Regions from separate parts of the Mus musculus genome. Here region 2 is linked to region 1. Evidence: chromatin contacts called from public capture Hi-C data. All regions are on one chromosome and are shown on one strand. The core of a region is the stretch at or near the end of the contact, and the rest is flanking DNA. Distances in the headings are between cores, read along the strand shown.

What was found. Capture Hi-C pulls out chosen DNA fragments and counts their contacts.
Region 2: a contact with region 1 is called in a capture Hi-C map of embryonic stem cells, with 4 times the contacts expected there. The contact joins two enhancer-like sites. A contact is called at or near these places in 2 of 115 datasets of contacts at active chromatin or transcription factors (embryonic stem cells and large pre-B cells) and 1 of 9 other capture datasets (embryonic stem cells).

Annotation. Positions count from the first base shown.
Region 1 is chr12:77,059,091-77,061,915 of GRCm38.p6, reverse strand. No RefSeq gene overlaps it. Among named protein-coding and RNA genes, the nearest start is that of Gm35189, 5.4 kb to the right of the region's middle. Within about 2 kb of position 1,310, at least 189 of the 459 cell types and tissues checked have an H3K27ac peak or open chromatin away from gene starts, as enhancers often do. A contact at or near this core is called in embryonic stem cells, where this site is marked.
Region 2 is chr12:77,968,825-77,971,684 of GRCm38.p6, reverse strand. No RefSeq gene overlaps it. Among named protein-coding and RNA genes, the nearest start is that of Gm24070, 160 kb to the right of the region's middle. Within about 2 kb of position 1,489, at least 41 of the 459 cell types and tissues checked have an H3K27ac peak or open chromatin away from gene starts, as enhancers often do. A contact at or near this core is called in embryonic stem cells, where this site is marked.

The DNA of each region.
Region 1 (2,825 bases), core at 61-2,560:
GCGTATGTAGGCAAAACATATAGGCATGTAGGCAAAACGAATATACAAAGTAAAAATCTTTTAAAATTCAGAACCTAATTTTTAAAAGTATAATGTTGTAAGTGCCCCTAAAACTGCTTTTTCTGTCATCTCCTGGAGCCTTGCCTATGATCCCGTGCCCATACAGCCTGGTGCTCAGCAGAATGTTCCCGTCAAACCTTTGAGACAGCGTTGTGTAATTCCTGCCTCCCTTACATTCTGCTAGGCCAATTCCCACCACCCGGCCTCTCCTGGCCTGTCTGCTCCGCTAAGAGCTTGGAGTTTGGCTTGCTTTTCTGTGCCTGAGCTCTGGCCTGGAATTTGCTCCATGGCAGAAATCTGGAACCACCTAGTATCTGATTACCTCATCTGTCCCTTTTCAACCGATTTCTGAACCTTCGATAACTTTGTTCCACCTTCTCTAGTTTTCTGGAAGCTTCCGTGGAGAGCTGGCCCCATGTCTGTGGGCTTTTGATAACTGGAATACTCTTTTAACCCCCTTGCTCTGTTTGAAACAAAAGGCCCTGGATTTTAGCCATCCCAGGCCCTGGGGAGTAAGCAGGGCTCACCTTTAGCCTGGCAACATGGGCCTTCTGAGGGTTCCAGAACTCTGACCTTAAACTCCAGCGCTAAACAACACGTTGCCCTCCCCACGCTTCCAAAGAATGAAAGGGAAGCATTATATTTTTAGCTTAAAAGTCCTGGCTTTCAAGGGTTGGTATAAATTAACATGGCGGAAGGGGGTACATCCTAAGCCAAAATGTTAACAAGGACAATGGGCCTCTGAGAAATCAACTTCTAGTCTTTTTTTTTTCCTGGACTTTCCAAATTTTAAATAAATGAACAAGGGCTATCTTTAGAAAACAGAACAATGTCCCATATTTGTGGTCCCCTCCCACTGGCTGACTTTTCTTTGTGCTTTAGTACAAATATAGGCCAGGGTGTGACTGATAGTTGATAGCTCGCCTGGGTGTGGATCCTCCCTTCCCTGTCTCCCAGAAGAAGGTTCTTTGAAGAGCTTCCGTGTTTGTCCAGCAAATGACTACAGCCTAAGAAAACTCAACTTTCTCAGAAAAAATTTCCAGACATTTCTGATTACAGCCAAGTCTCCAAGAGAAGCCTGAGGGAAGGAGTCCTGAGGAGAAAATGTTTTGTTTCTGACCAGGGGCTTGGGCCCCCTCACCCCCTCGGGCGCCCCACTCTGACCCCACCCGTCCCACCCACACCTTAGTAGCCTTTGCTCTCTATCAGCTCAAGCCCAACAGAGGGTAGCCCTTCTACTGTGATACCCAGCTGCTGTCACTCAACGCCTGCGTCCCCTTTAAAAATGAAAACAAGTTCCTCAGACTCCAGAGCAGGAACTCTGGAGACGTTAGCATATTCTGGCAAGGCGCCTGATGGATAATAGATAACAGGTTATCCAGGAAATAATTAGAAGCCTGCGCCCACACGGATCGGTTGCACACACTGACCCCTGTCATTCAGGATGTGGCCCTGACAGTAAGAACCCTTTCTTCTTTCGCTTTCAGGCGTCAGAAAAATGTCAGGCTTCTCTCCTGCCTTTATGCGGTGACAAGTTAACAAATGCTGAGTTTCCAAAAGGCACTTATAAGACCCTCCGAAGCATGAGTTCTCACGAGTCTGGGGAACCAGTAGGTTCCCTCCCATGAGCCCCTGGGCGGGGCGGGGTAGGGGAAATCACTTCCTCAGCCTCGTGCTGCTGTGTAAGGAGTCCTTGCTTCCTTCTCTCCACCCCTCCCTGTTTCTTTCCACCCCTTGCCTGAAGTTCTACCCCTGACCAGCTACTTTCAAAGTCCATGCCTGGCTGCTGAGCAGAGTCTAAGTAGCCACCCGGACTCTTCTCCAGCTGGGGACATTACCCCACACCCCACACCCCCAATATGCACCGATTTTGTTTGCTCTGAGATTCGGAAGTATTCACTTTTGTTTGTTAAGTACAGTCTCTGTATGCATCCACTGCTGTAGATATGTTGATGCGGTTATGACAGTCCATGGCTTCCACCATCTTTATCTTTTTCTTTGGTGAGATGTGTGATCTGAATGTAGATAGGAACTGTGACTAAGGGACTTCCCTGCCTTCCCTGCATTGAGCAGATGAAGATTGCTAGTAAGTCTATTCTTGGATCCTAAAGGCAGTGGGTTCCATTTTTCTCTTTCTACATCTTTGAGTGGGGTTGCATGTTTGTTTGTTTGTTTGTTTGTTTGTTTGTTTTTCTGTTCTAAAATCAAGAGTAATAATAAAGACCCCTTACTCTGACCATGACATTTCGACCAACACATTGTGTGTACCTCTGAACTCGCTCCAAAGTCTCCCTTTATTCTCCTCATTTCACAGACCAGAAAACTGAATCTTGGGGCAACTAAAAGTAAAGTAAAAACTGGAGTTATCAGATCCTAAGTTCTATCATCACACAAGCCTATTGTCCTGCACAAACAAACAGGCAAACCTGGGCCAGGCAAACTACACCATGCTACTTCATTCACGTCTTATACCCATATACGCTAACTCTTTCAAGGAAAGAGACCTGTGCCCTGGAAGTTATTAAGGAAAGCCCTCCCTTGAGAAGGGTGGTGGGAAGCTGTGGTGTATCCCCTATAGCATCCAAATCAACCATAGGTTTCATTTCATTTGAACCTCACATTAGAAATGAAGTTTAAGCTAAGAGCTGAGAAACGGTTTGCTCCAGGACCTTGGGTTTGTAGGTAGTTTGGATTCAGACTTCTAATTCTTAACTCTCTCCATACCTATGTTACCATCTCAGTCATCCCAAGATGCTTCAACAAAC
Region 2 (2,860 bases), core at 240-2,739, 910 kb before region 1:
GGTGTCCAGATATAAAAAGTTCTCTTTACTTTTTTGAGACAGGGTTTAATGTAGTCCAGTCTGGCCTTAAACTTGCTAGGTGGCAGAGATGAGTCTTGAGCTCCTGATAGTATTACTTCTACCTCCCAAGGGCAGATAAGAGGCATGAACCACCACAAATAGCATGACATTTTCTCTGATTAGATTCAAGCACATGTGAATAAAAACCTATTCCTTTATGTTAAGGCTTCAGGTGGATTCCAGAGGACCATCCTGGGCATGGGTGGATTTGTCCAGAAGGAGGTTCACTTGATGTCAATTGTCTTCAGACAATTTTTTTTTGCTGGTGTGAGACTTTCCTTGGGGCCTTGGGAGGAAAGGGTATGTTGTGGGCACTCCTGGCATCTCACAGCACCCAGCTTACATGCTATGTGCTTCTGGGATGAAGGTTCCCCTTGATGCAAACTTTTTGTCACCTGAAACTAGTGCTTTCGTTGGAAGGGGTTCAAGGAACTGATGTCCATCTCCCTGATGACCTTCATATGTTTTAAAATCACAGGGGGAGAACTGGGAAATACTGAAGTAAATCCATATGCTTATCCCTTCAGCATCATATTTGAGAGATACAGCAAGGGGAAGGCTCATTTTGTTTTTTTCTTCTATCAACATAAATTCTGCTCAAATATCTGGTTCAGTTTCCTTAGTAATTTATGCATTCTCAGCTCAGTGATTTTCTGCAGAACCAGCCTTTTATGAGAAACTAGAATTTTCCCGGGGAGAAAATTGCTTTCTCTGTCACTATACTCTATATTTAGTGCATAACCACCTGTGTGACACGACCTGAGATTTCACATCTAAGAGGAGGGAGATGTGCCTTGAAAGGACATCCTTCTGTGGTGGTTAAGGGCAAAAATTTGGGGGTCAGCCTGCCTAGGCTTGATCCCCACTTTTCCACTTACTAGTGACATGATCTTGGGAAAATTGCATAACCCATCTGTGCTTCAGATTTTTTTCATTATAAATTAATGATAATAATAGTATCTATATCATGAAAATTATATGAGGTAAGGAAGGGTTCAGTTTTAGTAACTGTTATTAAGATTTATTGTTTTCTCATTGAAGAGATCAATATGGCCTCCTACAGTTTTAACAGTGGATGCTAAGGTTATAATAATGTTTTACATCAGAATACCTATTTATTGCTTACAAGACTTTTCTCTGCATATTGTCCAGCAGATAAGGAAATTGAGAGCAAAGGCTGAGGCAAAGGGAAGCTGGGGATGTGGGTTTGAGCATGTGAGTTTAGTGCCCACAGAGGCCAGAAGAGGGTGTCAGATCCCTTGGAGCTAGGGTTATAAAGAAAAGGCTAGGTTGATTTCATGACAGGCTTCAAATTGGCAGTTCAGGAGACAAGGCCTAAATCTCTGTTTATAAGAACTGGGCAAGTCCAGGCAAAGTCCAGGCCTTAGAAGTTGCTCTGCAAGTTGCCTGAGGCAAGGACAATGAGTCAGCAGCAGTTTCCAGACTTCCTTAGCAACAGTTTCCAGCCCCCCAGTGCCTGGTAACTGTTCTGGAAAGTCCCTAGAGATGGAGCAGGATGAAGGTCACCTATCCGGGAATTCCACTAATGTGCTGTAAATGTGGCCTGGGAGCTCACTTGGTTATCTCTTTATCTTGGTAATTGGGAGACCCCAGCATGCTGGATTTCTGCAGCATAAAACACTCTTTGCTTTTACACACTATTTGAGTCCAGGGTATCTCTCACTCTTCGGAAAATCATGGTCCCTTAGAATAAGTATTTGTGAGCCTCCAGTTATGGTTGCCAGGAACCAAACCTGAGTTCTCTGCAAGTGCAGTACACACTCTGGAGCACCAAATCATCTTTCAGCACAAGATGGATTAGTTTTTAAGGAGAGCTGCTGAATACAGAGTTAAGTCTTCTCATCCCAAGTTTATGTCATTTCCTCGAGTGAGGATGTTATTCAGTTAGGTGTTGATAACTTCCCTCTTAAATGATCCTGCTACTGAAATCTCTCATTATATTAAGACAGTGCCACCAAAGAGCATCCACAACTGTCCCTGTCCCTTTCTGTTTATTGTTAGTAAGGTAGCAGTTGCTGCACTAACAAGCAAACATGAAAGTTTCAGTGACTCAACGCAAGTTAGGTCTGACCCAGAGCCTGTCAGTGTTCTCGACTGGGCAGCCACTCTGGGACATAGGCATCTTCCTCTCTTGGGGCCCTAACTTTCTTTCTTTCTTTCCAGGTTGAGTTGGTAAAAGGTCACTGTGGGGGTCACAGGGATATTTCTACCCATTTGTTTTTAGCCACACCAACTCAGAAGTAGCATATGTAACTTCCTCTTGCATTTCAATGGCTAATGTTAGTTGTGTAGTTCAGATAAGTGTGAGTAAGCCTGGGGTAGGGAGGCTCCAACTGGATTGTCACTTGTTGAGAACCCTCTAGAAGTCATGGATTTGTGTGGTGATCAGCTTATTGTTTCTGCCACACCCATCTGCCACTCTATCCAGTCACTGCCACTATGCCTTTATTTTGTCTCTAAAATGTCTTTCATACTCTGTTTCTATCCCCACAGCCATCACCATGGTCTAGGCCTTGCTGTCACATAGTAGTACATTATCACAGCTACTTAAGCGATTCCTCTGCTTCCATTCTTTGTACTTTTCCGTCTCTCTCACATGCCACAGCCAGATTAATCATCCAGAATTATTCTTTTAAAATGCTATATTTCAATGGCTCTATTCAACAACAATGGCTGGGTTCCTGTCTATGTAAAACACGGGGCTAGATATTGAAGAGGCTCCTACATAAACAGTGCTTGGTTCCTGAATTTAAGTTGCTTGTAGGTAGATGGAATTAAC